Linked DNA regions of Drosophila melanogaster: region 1 is linked to region 2. Evidence: chromatin contacts called from public Hi-C data. All regions are on one chromosome and are shown on one strand. The core of a region is the stretch at or near the end of the contact, and the rest is flanking DNA. Distances in the headings are between cores, read along the strand shown.

What was found. A called contact is a pair of places that touch in the nucleus more often than the background predicts.
Region 1: a Hi-C map of the Kc167 cell line shows a contact between it and region 2, with 7 times the contacts expected there. A contact is called at or near these places in 10 of 107 Hi-C or Micro-C datasets (the Clone 8 cell line, the D17-c3 cell line, the Kc167 cell line and 5 more) and 1 of 7 datasets of targeted methods (the Kc167 cell line).

The regions. Positions count from the first base shown.
Region 1 is chr2L:13,015,931-13,022,667 of dm6, forward strand. It overlaps CG9933, which reads right to left and starts at 5,382. Exons shown (of 3, transcript NM_135754.4): 1 at 4,301-5,382; 2 at 3,868-3,996; 3 at 3,645-3,799. The coding sequence starts at 5,248. The coding sequence ends at 3,746. CG9932 reads right to left here. Exons shown (of 7, transcript NM_001273500.2): 7 at 5,938-6,737. It overlaps Ube4B (Ubiquitination factor E4B), which reads right to left and starts at 3,504. Exons shown (of 9, transcript NM_135753.4): 1 at 2,860-3,504; 2 at 1,899-2,247; 3 at 325-1,731; 4 at 1-256. The coding sequence starts at 2,126.
Region 2 is chr2L:12,719,332-12,726,332 of dm6, forward strand. Pih1D1 (PIH1 domain containing 1) reads right to left here and starts at 2,512. Exons shown (of 5, transcript NM_135746.5): 1 at 2,322-2,512; 2 at 2,120-2,231. The coding sequence starts at 2,390. It overlaps MRP (Multidrug-Resistance like Protein 1), which reads left to right. Exons shown (of 13, transcript NM_001316390.1): 2 at 3,024-3,153; 3 at 3,228-4,739; 4 at 4,875-5,012; 5 at 5,434-5,580; 6 at 6,381-6,465; 7 at 6,528-7,001. The coding sequence starts at 3,100. mir-9382 (mir-9382 stem loop) reads left to right here and starts at 5,626; the gene lies at 5,626-5,694.

The sequences.
Region 1 (6,737 bases), core at 4,132-6,631, 300 kb after region 2:
GCGAGTTCTTGTAGTAATGGAAATTTGGCTCAATGCGGTCCAACTTGATCTTCACCGACAGCTGCTGCAGCACGCTCATCAGGTTAATCATAAAACCGTCCCTGGCCAGCAGCTTTTCGTCGCTGGCGAACTGCACACGACGATCGTTGTGCCGAAGGATACTGGCGATGTATTCCAGCGTCTTGGGACGACTGCTAGCATTTACGCACAGTGAATGGAACACTACGTGCATATTGGTGCGCATTGAGTGCAGCTCCTAAAATATTAAGAATTCATTCAATGATTACATTATGTTTAACATTACATTAGTAATTAGTTACTCACCCATCGCAATCGAGAGCTGGATGCATCTTCAAGCTTGTTCTTGGTGGTAAACTCCGCAAACTTGATGTTCTCCTCAGCGAACAGCGACACGGAAAGGAAGGGTCCCAGAAAGCTGCATTTTACTATTTCTCGACCGGAGATCTTTGTGCAGATGGGTGGCAGGAAGTTGGGCTGCCTGGATACGAGATCTGCGATGGGTCGCACACTGCCCACCTTGATGACCACCAGTTTGGACAGCCATTCGATTTGCTGCACACTGATCTTGGAAGTGCAGATATTGCGCTGCATTCCGGCAAAGAGGCCACGAAGCACCTGACTGAAAATTGTGTCGAATGCTTCGCGATCCTGGTGAGTGTGGGCTATCAAGTCGATGAGGAAAGGCTCGCTCACCTTGGCCATGTACATCAGATCCAGCAGAGCAGACTGATCCATGTGGCCGTTGAGATTCTGGTAAATGCGATCGGTGAGCACCAAGACGGTCATTCGCATCACCTGTTCAAACGCCAGCTGCAGAGCAGGCTGGGTGAGCGGCGTCTTTCGGGAGCACTCTGTCTGATAGTTCTGGTAGCAACGGATTAAATAGAGCAGCACGTGGTGTTTGGTGGTGGCAACGATGCTAAGCACTGGTGGAGCCACGCAAGTACCAGCTGCCTCGCTACTAGTTGCTTCAATTGGTCCAGATGCGCCAGCAGCCGCAGCCGCAGTTTCTCCGCTGGCAGTTGCTCCACCGGTGGCTACTGCGTTGGCAAGGATTTCCTGTACTTCCGTATCATCTGATTTAATTTTCTTGGCAGAGGAGAACTCTTTATCGTCCGCTTTAACAGAAACGCCATCTCCTTCGATCAGCTCACCGTTGTAGATCTTCAAAACAGCCTCCATGAGCACATTGGCCACAATGCACTCGAAGTCGAATCTGCGGTGTGGCTGCTGCTCCAGGAAGCTGGCACTCTGGGCACAAATGATGGACCCGCTACCGTACTCATTCCACGTGGCATTCAGTAGGCGGGAGAGCAATTGTTCGTTTTGCTCATCCGCACTTTTTTTTGGACCGACTACAGTTTCAATGGACAACTCGGCATTTCCAGCGGATATCTTGCAACTCTGCAACACACTCCTTTTGGTGGCCTCGGCTGTTGGCAGGCTGAGCGCTGTCGTCATATCCACATCTTGCATTGGTGTCGAGACCACCGACTTCATCTCCACATCCATGTCCGGTTTTCCGCTCAGTTCCCTCCAAGCGGGCGCCGAAGTGGGCAGCGATACCTCCTTTTCGCCGGGCGTGGCCTCACGTACCAGTCGAGACTCGCCAGAGACGTTGGTCGGCTTCCGTGGCGTAGTAGTCAGGGGCGCCAGGGCACACTGGATGCCACTTCGGGCAGCCAAAGTCCGAAGACGACGGGCGCGCATCTGAAAGAATTAAAGAGGTTAGTTCACCAATTTAGCTGTTACCAATTAAAGTATATCATAGTTTAAAGTTCGTTTTCCTTTTACAAAATAGTTTACTTGTATTATTGATTTAGATAACTTTAAATATGATATTTTGTTGCTTCATTAAGTTTGCGAAAACGATATACCTCTTCTGCGGATAATTCGGTGACCACCACAGACTCGGCCGGCTGTTGCGGCTGCACATCGGGGTTGGGTTGCTCAGGCAGTTGCTGACCGGGTATCTCGCCCTGCGCTAACTGGGGCTGCTGATCCTGTTCGTGCTGATCCTGTTCGTGGTCCTGATCCTGATCCTGCTCCTGATCATCATCCTCCTCCTCCTCCATGGGCTTTTGTGGCGGCTCTTCTTCCGGCATTTCTCGGATCCGCTGGTACTCTGGGAAACAATGCGCAGTTGTGCTACCAAATCTGTTTTCGCCTCTCTCACTGTTTTTGTTTGTTTGTGGCGTAGTTTTTCCGCCGCTTCTTCTGATGCTGCTGCAAAATAAGAGGCGATGATGTGGGTTAATGAACCAAACAAAAGCACGCGCACTCGACAAATAAATAAAATAACAAATAAAGAGAAAATTAAAACAAAGTCCAGCGGTCAACGTCAAGTTCACGCGAAGACAATGCCGCCATCGCCAAAACCAGATGGATTGGCCGTTTCTCTTTGTGCTACGCAACTACGCACTAGATGGATGATGTGCAGCATAGCTGGGAGCATACCAGGACAACTGACCTGCCGCACACAGTCAGTGTGCGAATCAAAAGCGGACGCAGATCGGCCGAGGTTGACAAAAAGTGCACGGCTGCAACTATTTTTAGAAGAGGATTTCTCGAGCACTGGCGCTGCACTGCACCCAAAACAAGTGCAGTAAACAATATCATAACATATGCGGAATCGGATGGCGAAACCTTATATAATGTTTAGGGATAGCCGATCGAATAGGATCGGATCGGCACGGGATATCACCAGCTCATTTGCGCATTTGAGACGGCGGATAAAGTACACAAAATCGTGGGATATATAATCGGACATAGGTTCGATGTGAGGGTGTGTGAAATACGGAAAATCGAGGATTGCGCCGCACATATATTCGCACTTACCTGACTCTACGGACCGACTTTCACCTGCTGCAAAACGTATTGGTTGTGCTACGGCCCGTAACTATTGCATTTTACGGAACTCTATATGGTTTCGACAATTCACCCGAACAATTCCACGTCTGGTGGTGACCACGCAAAAAATTTCTCTTTTGTTCTGCGAGCTTCGTGGGGATTGGTTATCGGCCCTCGGCTGGCTATATCTATGTGGGGATCGCCCGAATGCGATCCGTATATCGACACAAATGCTTCACTGGCCAGGCGATGGGCTCAAGAAATACAGACCTCCGAACTTTCCTCCAATTGAATTACTTATAATTTTTGGGTTTCGCGTCAGTCGACGAACAGTGTTTCAGTTTGGTCTGGTGGCCGACAGTCACACTGGCCGCGGCGTGGTCACACTTAAAGATGGAATGTTCGCCGATAGTTGCTTTAACCCTTGCAGGGCCCTCATATTTTTATGATTTCATTATCGAATTTAAAATTTCGTTAAACATCCGAAAAGTTGTGAATCATTTGAATACTATTTGTAATTTTAAATTTGCACTTTTGTTTTTGCCTTTAATTGCAATAATGTTCTCTAAGCATCTATACCCAATTTATATATCCTTTTTGCTCTAAGAGAACTAGTTTGAAAATATCTGAAACTATTGTTTGTTTGTCGTTTGAAAATATTTAAATATCGCTGAATTACTAGGTGCGAACTGATTAACGATGGGAAATCAAAAATTAGGCCTACCAAAATGGTTATATTCCTCATGACACATAATGAAAAGCAAGTGTTGTTTAGTTATTTTTGTTCAACAAAAGAAAATCATTTACTTCATTTTACAAAAATGTTACAATTATGTGGAACCTAATTATGAACCTAATACCTAAGTAACCGCTACTAGAAATCCGTGTATCGCTGTCGCAGACTCTGCCTTTTGGCAACGTGATGCATCTGCAAAACACAAGCATTTGAATTACAAACTGGCATTATATGTGGTTTTAATTAGGATAAGGACTAACCAAGCGCTGCTGACGTCGTTCTCGATTCATTTCGTAGGCCTTGAGCAGCGAGGGGCACGTGCGCTTGATGAACTCCTCCGATTGCCAGAAGAGTCCGCCTTGGTTCTCGTAGCGCAGAAGGAATTCAACCTGCAAGGATATTAAGGTTATTAAATGATACCTACAATTGGGATAGAGGGCAAACTACATAAGATTCAGACTGTTTAAAAGTTTTCCTTCGCTTTACAAAGTAAAGAAAGCTGATCTTTGGCTTATTTATTTTGTAAAAGCAAAAGTCATATAGCAAACCTTTTCCAGCTTAGAATTTTTGTTTACTAAATATGATATGAATAAACCAACAATGTGTTGTAAATGAAACTGTAATCGAATTCATAGAAAATTTGTGAACCCTAAACCGTACTGATAGTTTATTGCTTTCGTATTGCAAACGTACCTTTCCCGCCTTGGTCTCCTTGCCCAGAATGCGTTCAATGCCATTCTCGGGCTTGATGCGTCTGAAGAAGTCCTCGTCGTTGTACTCGGTGACCACCTCCTCGCCGACTTCGTTTAGCATATCCTCGATGCTGAGCAGTCCATCCTGCAGCCGCTCGCCGTTCTGTTCGACGCGCTGCACGTATGTCAACGGGTGCTGCTTGAGGTAATCCTCCGCCTCGGCGATTGTCTTGGCCAGATCGAACTCCTCCTCCGCCTCCTCCTGCTCATCGTCATCGTTGTCCTCGTACTCACCGTCCAGCTCCATGCCATCACAGTTAGCGCCGCTGGGCGAGGAGGTTCGTTTGGTATGCATGGAGCGTCGCTTTCTTTTCATCCAGTTCCCGCCGTCGTTTTCCTTGACGTCCGGATGGAAGCGTACCTTCTTCACGCGCACGGACGACGAGGCGGAATCTGTTGTTTCGGGGGTGGACTGGCTGGGTGTCTGCTGCGACTCCAGCATGCTGCCGCTGATGCTACTAGAGGCGGACGTGGGTGTTGATGTGGATGTGGATGCTGATACGGAGGCGCCGGTGCTCTCCGCCAGCGTGGTTTCCTTGAGGTTCTGTGATATAAGCTTGACTTTCGTCTCGAAGGCAGTGCATGGAGATGTGGGCGATTTGCTGGCCGGATGTTCTGGTGGGGATTGACTGCTCTGCGGACTGTCGCCCTCGCCGCACGACCCCGCCGCAGCTTCAGTCTTGTGATCCGTCTGCTTGCCGGCTCCCTCCATCGAACCGGATTCCTTGTTAATCGATTCCGCAGCGGAATCCCTGCTGCAGTTGTCCAGATCTCCGACTGTGGAGTCTCCGTCGCCCGTCGTCGTTGTCTCCACCATCACACACTTGATTTGCATAGATTTGTCCAGCGAGTCACTGCCAGCCGAGTCATCATTGGACTTGGTATCCATGTGTTTGGGTGGCTCCGTGTTCTCTGCGTTGGCTCTCTATCGTTTTGCGGCTCTGCTAAAGTTCAATTTTAGCTAAATGCATCGCAATTCATTTGTAATCTTTCAACAAAACGGCTTTCTCAGTGTTACCGTACCGACAACTATGAAATATACCCTCAAATTTGCGTAGCTGACTTGGCAGCGATTGTGAAACGATTGGAATTGCAACAGGGAGCTAAATAGTATATATGATTTTATATTTTCTTTGGCTCTTTTGATTATTTGGAGAGTTATTATTTAAGTATCTCAGTAAGAGTAATCTGGAATAGCATTGCATATCCCTTTTTGATTATTATTATTTTTTCTTTAATTAAAAGAAAAAGAGTAAAATAATCTTTTGTTCCACATTCAATCGTTTCACAGAGTTGCCGTATCTTGAAAGTCACTTTTAAATTGATATACCGCTATACCGTTACGCAGGCTACCTTTCAAATTAAAATTCCGTTAAAAAAGAATGCTTGATTTTGATGTTTGATTTCAGTAAAGAAAAAAGAAAAATGTTGAAGTGCTTTCAATTTAATAGAAGTCAATGAACTATTTTGCATTATGATTTGAATTTTTAGAAACTACTTTTGGCGTTTAGATCTGAACCCAATTATTCGATTTCTTTTTTAAATAGAAGTACCAAACATACAGATAATCGGTCAATTGTAAATGCAACTTGTGTTGTTTTTATTTGATTTCTTTATTAACAATTGTTTTTGTACATTTTCTCTTTTGTAATTCAATGCCGTAAATCTTATTGTGTGTTTGTGTGGTGTGTGTAAGTGTTGCGTGTGGTTGTGTGCGCAGTAAACAAAACTAAGTTATTTACACTAGCTTTAAGTTTAAATGTAGTTCAATGTTAAGGACTATTTAATATATAATATATTGTGTGTATAGATATTCGTATCGATATAAGATGTATATATGCATATCAAAGGCGGTTTGCATTTATATCCAAGTTAGATTCTGTATACATATCGCTTGTTTGCGCTATATCTTCTGGTTTTGATTTGCTTTGTTTTCAAATGTTTCCTTGCATTAAGTTTAAACTATTTAAATATGGCCCCGCTATTCCACATGTGTTCTTTTTGTTTGCTTATAGTTTAATGATAACATTTTGTTTGTAGTGTTAACGCCTACACTGTGCTACAAAGACGCCGTTTGCTGGAAAACATTCGCACTAATGATGAGAACATAACTAATCCGTAGTAGAAACTAATTACTATTAACTAATTTTAAATGTGTGCTGCACTTGTACAAAATAATATTGCAAATATTGCAAAAAATTCCCTATTCTCTGTTGATTTTTCAATTGCATTTTAAATGTGTTTCTTTTTGTTTCTATAGTTTTTATTTTTGCAGCAGCTGTGTGTAAATATATATATATGTATAGATTTATATAGTATGTATATAGTACCATATTCATTGCATGATATACGCGCTCACTTTCTTATTTCTTTTTTTT
Region 2 (7,001 bases), core at 1,262-3,761:
GATTCCGCCAAAGCGGAACAAGTGTGCCAGTGTGCGTTCGTATCTATGTGTTGTGTATCTATCTCTGTGTGTCCACATTCTTTGCCTGAAATTGTGAAATTTCCGAAAGGCTCCAGAATATCCCGCGCAAACATTTCTCAGCAAACGAAAGAAATACGAAAAAAAAAAAAAAGAACTGACGAGAAATCGATGATTCACATTCAAAGTAGTTTGATATGGTTAAGTGTTTTGTCATGCTCGCAGCTCGATTATTTAATTGATAACAGAAAAAGTGTAAAAATTGTGGTGCGCAAGGTTGTCGTACTGCTGTTCGTACGAACAAATTTGAAGTTAATTGCCTCGTGGGTTCCACTGACGTCACAGGCCTTGAAAGATGGCCTACGATCTGTGGGTTCGACAGCTTCTCGCCCAGTCCGATGGTAATCAAGCTCCAAGGACTCAGAATCAGCAGCAAGTGGAGCAAACAAGTGTGCGATTAGGAGCAATATAGGGTTTACGATGTGCAATTCATAACTGGAGCAACGACAAACACAATGGAAGAGTCTAGTAGGGGGACAGCAACAGGCAGCACACACGATAAGGTTCAGCTGTGGGGTCCCCGATAAGGAGCTGCTCGTATAATCATTCTCGCTATGTGGAAGTTGTTTTCTCCAGAGTTTGCACACTTGGCTAAATGCAGCCAGTCAGCCTTATCTCAGCTTTTTCCCTATTAATAAAAGTCATCAAGTGTCGAGTGTCGTTGATATTCTGTAAATAAATCACTCTTCTTTGGCGGTGTAAACAATTTGTGCCGGCTGGCATGATCTGATCCAGAACAAACAAACCGTGTGTGTCAGTCAGGTTGTGAAGAGAGTGGCGTTTTTTGCTGAGAAAATTGTCAGGTTTTCTCCTTGATTTTATGGTGCAGCCAAGAGATCTCCATGCCATTTTGCTTAGCATCTCATCGTGAGTCGACGTTTTTGTTTTTAAAGAGAAATTTCACTTGGGTGTAAAGGCAAAACACACACATTTCGTACAATTGAAATATTAGGTTTTGTAAGGGGGTTTTTTCTGCCGATTGTTTTGTGCTTATATAATCGCTGCGGGAACAGGTTTCGCCGTTAATTATATCGAACTGAAAATACTCGTTTCAGATGTGTTAGAATTTTATCTAAAGTCAAATGGCTTAAAACACATGCGTGTACGGGGCAAACAAGTTTTTGGCGCCCATAAAATGTGACTAGCCCAATACCTTTTATGAGCTCCGTTCAAGATTCGCTTAAAGTTTCTCATTCCTTCTTTTTAGTTGTGTGTATCTCTGTGTAAATTAGTTCTTCTTCGAGGCGGGGAAACACGTTTTAGTCGCTCATTTGTCATTGGCATTGTACAATCTCGCTGGACTATAAACTATCGTTTCAAGTGGGCGCGATTAGACCTTCCTCCAAGTGGCCCTGGACATGTAAACACTTAACTGCCGTAGCGCACAATAACGACGGCTAGATTACAAAACTTCGTACTAACTACCCGCTCAACCCTCTTTTTGTTTCAATACGATAGATAGTTTGTCAAATAATAGTGTGCATAGGAATTAAACTGATTTGTTTGGATAATTGATTTTTTGCCTTTGTTTTGACGAATTATCCAATAGTTAAGTGCAAAATACTAATTAATAACCATTAAAAGATTGGAAATTTGAATATACAAAAAGTGTGCACAAACTATAGTTAACTTACGGAATTAATTAAAAAATTTAGAGCAATTGATTCAATTTTAAATACAAGTAATTCGGATATGTTTTCAATATTCGTAATTGGTTTTTAAAGTCTTGTCGAAGATTCGTTAGGATGGGTTTTTCTGTCCTATGACGTGTTCCATTCGCGTGCGTTTGTTCGCCTTATCGCGGGTTCACTGTACCACCCCGAGCGATTACGCGCAATCGACGTCGACGTGAGATGTTTATCAGGTTGACATGGTTCCGCGCTCGCAGAGATTACTGTGCACACACAAGTGCTAAGTAGACCATAAACCCAGAGTCATGCCTACTACTAGCTGGCTGTAATCTCCGGTTAGATTCTCCGCGCCACCGGCAGCGATTGCTGTGCCATGTGAAGCTCCGGCTGTTGCAATGGACGCCACTTACCTGCGGTCGGCTGGACAATCAGCGAGTCTCGCGGCGGCGGTTTCTGCTGCGGGCCGCTGCCCTCCGGATCGGCGCCTCCAAAGTACTGGTTAATATTGTCCTCAAACTCGTTCTGCATTTAGAAAATGAAAAAAAAAAAAAACAAGTTCATCTTTAGTGGCGCAGATAGTTCCTCACATCGAATTTCTCAAGTTTTGCTTACCCGCACAAAGCGCAGGTTCTGGTCGCGAAAATTGTCGTTGCCCTCAATGAAATTGGAACGACGCGACATTTTGCTGCACGATTTCAATTGCCAGTTACGAGTTAATCCAATGCAAATGCTATTTTTGCGCTGAGCGACGAGCGAAAAACGCAAATTTTATTTGCCAGAATGGAGCTGTCAACTCGATTGAAATGAAAACTAATGTGACAGTGTGAACGCCGGTGGAAAAACATTTAATGCCATGCGATAGGCTAAAAATACTAGATAGGCGTTTTCCCTGTACAGGGTGCTCATTAATAAAAAGTAAATGACAAGAATTTTCGAGAATAATTGCTATGAATTTCTATATGAAACTTTAAAAGCTTAATCCAAATTTAAGAAATTCATTTGTATTTTTGCTGTTGCAAATGCAATTGATTTCTACTTGCTTCTACTAAGTTTTCCAAGCAAATGTATTTTAATAATTTATGTACAAAAATTACAAGTTTCACTTAAATCAATATAAACAATTAAAATAACACGCAGTGCAGAATTATACACTCATTTTCCATCCGACACCCACTGTGCCCGCGAAATACCAGAAAAATACTAGCAATCAACTTCCCACTGTCACGATTAGCGGTTGTTGTAGTTGTGCGGCTTGGGAAGGAACAGCTGTTGGCCCGAAAATATAGATCCGTTTATTTCCTTGCCGCTTTACAGTTACCACATCGCCCGATATAGCATACGCATATAGCCCAATTGCACGTGGAGGAGGTTGCCGAGCAGTCGAGTAACCATGGCGGATGACACTAGTTCGCCGATGGACAGATTCTGCGGATCCACGTTCTGGGTGAGTGCATCAGCAGTGGTGTTCAATCCGAATGCATAGTGTAAATGTATGGTTTCCGTGTGTCCAACGAACAGAACGCAACAGAGACATGGTATACCAACGATCCGGACTTTACGCCCTGCTTTGAGCAAACGGCGCTGGTCTGGACACCCTGCGCCTTCTACTGGGCGTTCGTGATCTTTGACTTTTACTACCTGAAGGCGAGTTTGGACAGGAATATACCGTGGAACAAGCTGAACGTGAGCAAAGCTCTGGTGAATCTGGGTCTGCTGGTAATCACTGCCCTGGACCTAATTATGGCGCTGGTCAAGAAGGGCGGCGACTCTGAGCTGCCGCTCTACGACCTGGATGTTTGGGGTCCCATCATCAAGTTCGCCACCTTCCTGTTGCTCTTCATATTCATCCCGCTGAATCGAAAGTATGGCGTGCAGACCACGGGATGTCAGTTCATCTTCTGGTTCCTGCTCACTGTGCTGTCGATTCCCCGCTGCCGCACTGAAGTTCGACTGGACGCGGAGCGCCAGAAGATTCTGAATTCGCAACAGCCATCCGAGCAGGACTTTTCCTGGGAGGAGTATCAGTTCGTTAGCTTCTTTATCTTCTTCACCTTCACCAGCATTATGCTGATCCTGAACTGCTTCGCGGACGGAATGCCCAGACAAACCAAGTACCAGAGGGGTGAGAACGAGATTCCCGAACTGTCAGCCAGTTTCCTTTCCCGCATCACCTATCAGTGGTTCGACAAAATGGCCCTCAAGGGCTATCGCAACCCGCTGGAGGAGAAGGATCTGTGGGACCTGAGGCCGCAGGACAGCTGCTCCGAGGTCATGCCCATCTTCGCCCACCACTGGAACCAGAACGTGCGCAAGAACTACAAGAACAAGGCGCGCGTAGAACCCAAGGCGCAGTTTAGCAATGGCAACGTGACCTTTGAGAATCCCCACGGTGAGAAGAATGGCCGCAAGAAGGGCATGGCCAGTATTATGCCGCCAATTTACAAGTCCTTCGGAGGCGTCTTTCTGTTCGGCGCCCTAATGAAGCTGTTCACCGACACCCTGACATTTGCCCAGCCCCAAGTCCTGAGTTTGATCATCAGCTTCGTCGAGGCCCAAGATGCCGAGCCCGAATGGAAGGGTATCTTATACGCTGTCCTGCTTTTCGTTTTGGCCGCTGCACAGACCTTTATTCTGGGGCAATATTTCCACCGAATGTTCATTGTGGGCCTGCGAATCAGGACAGCTTTGATCAATGCCATCTACCGCAAGGCCCTGCGCATTTCGAACTCCACCAAAAAGGAGTCCACCGTGGGCGAGATCGTCAACCTGATGGCCGTGGATGCCCAGCGATTCATGGAACTGACAACCTACTTAAACATGATCTGGTCGGCGCCACTGCAGATCGGTCTAGCCCTGTATTTCCTTTGGCAGCAACTGGGACCGTCTGTGCTGGCCGGTTTGGCTGTGATGATTATCCTGATCCCTGTGAACGGAGTGATTGCCAGTCGCATCAAGACCTATCAGATCAGACAGATGAAGTACAAAGATGAGCGTGTTAAGTTGATGAACGAAGTACTGAGTGGCATTAAGGTGAGTGGCACTAGGACTAGGGATTAGGTAGAAGCCTAATCTCTTAAGTATAACAATTATCCTCTGTCATGCTGACTGCTGTCAGAAGTCGATGCTATGTCGATTCTATGCTAACCGTTTTTATAATCCACATAGGTGCTCAAATTGTACGCCTGGGAACCGAGTTTCGAGAAGCAAGTGCTGGACATCCGTGACAAGGAGATTGCGACGCTGCGCTCCACTGCCTACTTGAACGCGGGCACTTCGTTCTTGTGGTCCTGTGCACCGTTCCTGGTAAGATATGCCAGCCCTGCAGGGCTCTGAGTCCTCCGAGATTTCTTTACAGCTGACTGAGATGAGTTGGACGTGTAGCATTGGACTAATCTGGCAAATATATGTACTTCGTGTCCGAACAAACAAAGGTTTCCTTGGTCACGTTCGCCACTTACGTGCTAACCAGCGAGGCGAATCAGCTGAGCGTCGAGAAGGTGTTAGTCTCAATCGCCCTCTTCGACCTCATGAAACTCCCGCTGACCATCCTGCCCATGCTGAGTGTTGACATAGCCGAGGTACAGCTCCCGCGATGGCGATGGATTAACAACCTCTTCGGCTATGGTGCACCTCTCCGCCTCTCCTATATCCATCAACTTCAGATCAAGGATCAAGAACGAACATTTTATCAACGCCTTAAACGAAATTGTGTATTATCTTTTAGGTTTCATTAGTTACATTCGCCACTTACGTTTTAATTGATGAAAATAACGTGCTTGATGCCACCAAAACCTTTGTCTCATTATCATTATTCAACATTCTACGATTTCCGCTAACAATGTTGCCCATGCTGATCACCAACCTGGTGCAAGTAAGTTACGCCCGATTGCAATACCAATTACTACCACTCTAGTCGATCACAGTGTGGCTGAGGGATTCCACTTTCCTTATAACTTTTGCCGATCCCCGGCGCCACTGTGATCGTCGATTTTGTGCCGTTTTGTGATTGTGATTTATGTTTATTTACTTAATTTGAATTCTTTTTTAGCCAAATCGAATTTACACCGAAATGTATTCCCCTAACCAAAGATCCTCCCCCCTACCCTGCATTAAATCCTTACACTCATTTATACCGAAATTGTATGCTCATCGTCACAATCGTGTGGGATTGAAAGTTGTCCGAACCAAACCAGTTCCGAATGGTCATATATCTGGTGGTTGGGTACCCATTTCATCCGTTTCAATAGCAACCATTTGTTTGGATCTCGAATATGCGCTTGCAGAGGGCATTTAAGGGGGATTTAATTAAAGATATAACGATGTTATGGAAATTTGTCTGAAAGAAAAATGTGAAAATGTGAAATGCAAGTTGGTTGCAGACATATTATAGGGCACTTTTAAATATGATACAAAATCCCTTTTTAGAGTTAGTCATATTAACTCTTCGCATATGGCAATTCCTTGCCCATCTGCAGGGGTATATAAAATCCTCGGAATAGCCGAGTATATTCCATATTCATTCAGATTTGGATTGATGCATTTTTCCACATATCCACATTATCTTCCCTTTCTTTGCCCAAACCTATTACTAACATATTTTGTGTATGAAAATTTACCTATTTGGCGAAACAATTTTAACTGATATCCCATATTGCATGTGCGAACGAATAGACGCAAGTTTCCGTGAATCGTATCAATAAGTTCCTGAACAGTGAGGAACTGGATCCCAACAGCGTTCTCCACGATTCCTCTAAACGTAAGAAAATTCAAGAAGTTTGTAAAGATCTTGAAGTTAAAATATATCCCTTATACATACAGCCCATCCAATGAGCATTGAGAACGGCGAGTTCTCGTGGGGTGATGAGATCACGCTGCGCAACATTAACATCGAGGTGAAGAAGGGCAGCCTGGTGGCCCTGGTTGGCACGGTCGGTTCCGGCAAGTCGTCTGTAGTGCAGGCATTCCTCGGTGAAATGGAAAAACTTGCGGGCGTTGTCAACACTGTGGGCAAGTTGGCCTATGTACCGCAGCAGGCGTGGATTCAGAATGCGACGGTGAGGGACAACATCCTCTTCGGGCAGACCTACGACCGAAAGCGCTACAACAAGGTGATCGACGCCTGTGCCCTGCGTGCCGATATCGACATCCTGTCAGCCGGAGATCTCACGGAAATCGGTGAGAAAGGCATTAATTTATCAGGTGGCCAAAAGCAGCGCATCTCGTTGGCTCGTGCTGTGTACAGTGATGCCGATCTGTATCTGCTGGATGATCCTCTCAGCGCAGTGGACGCCC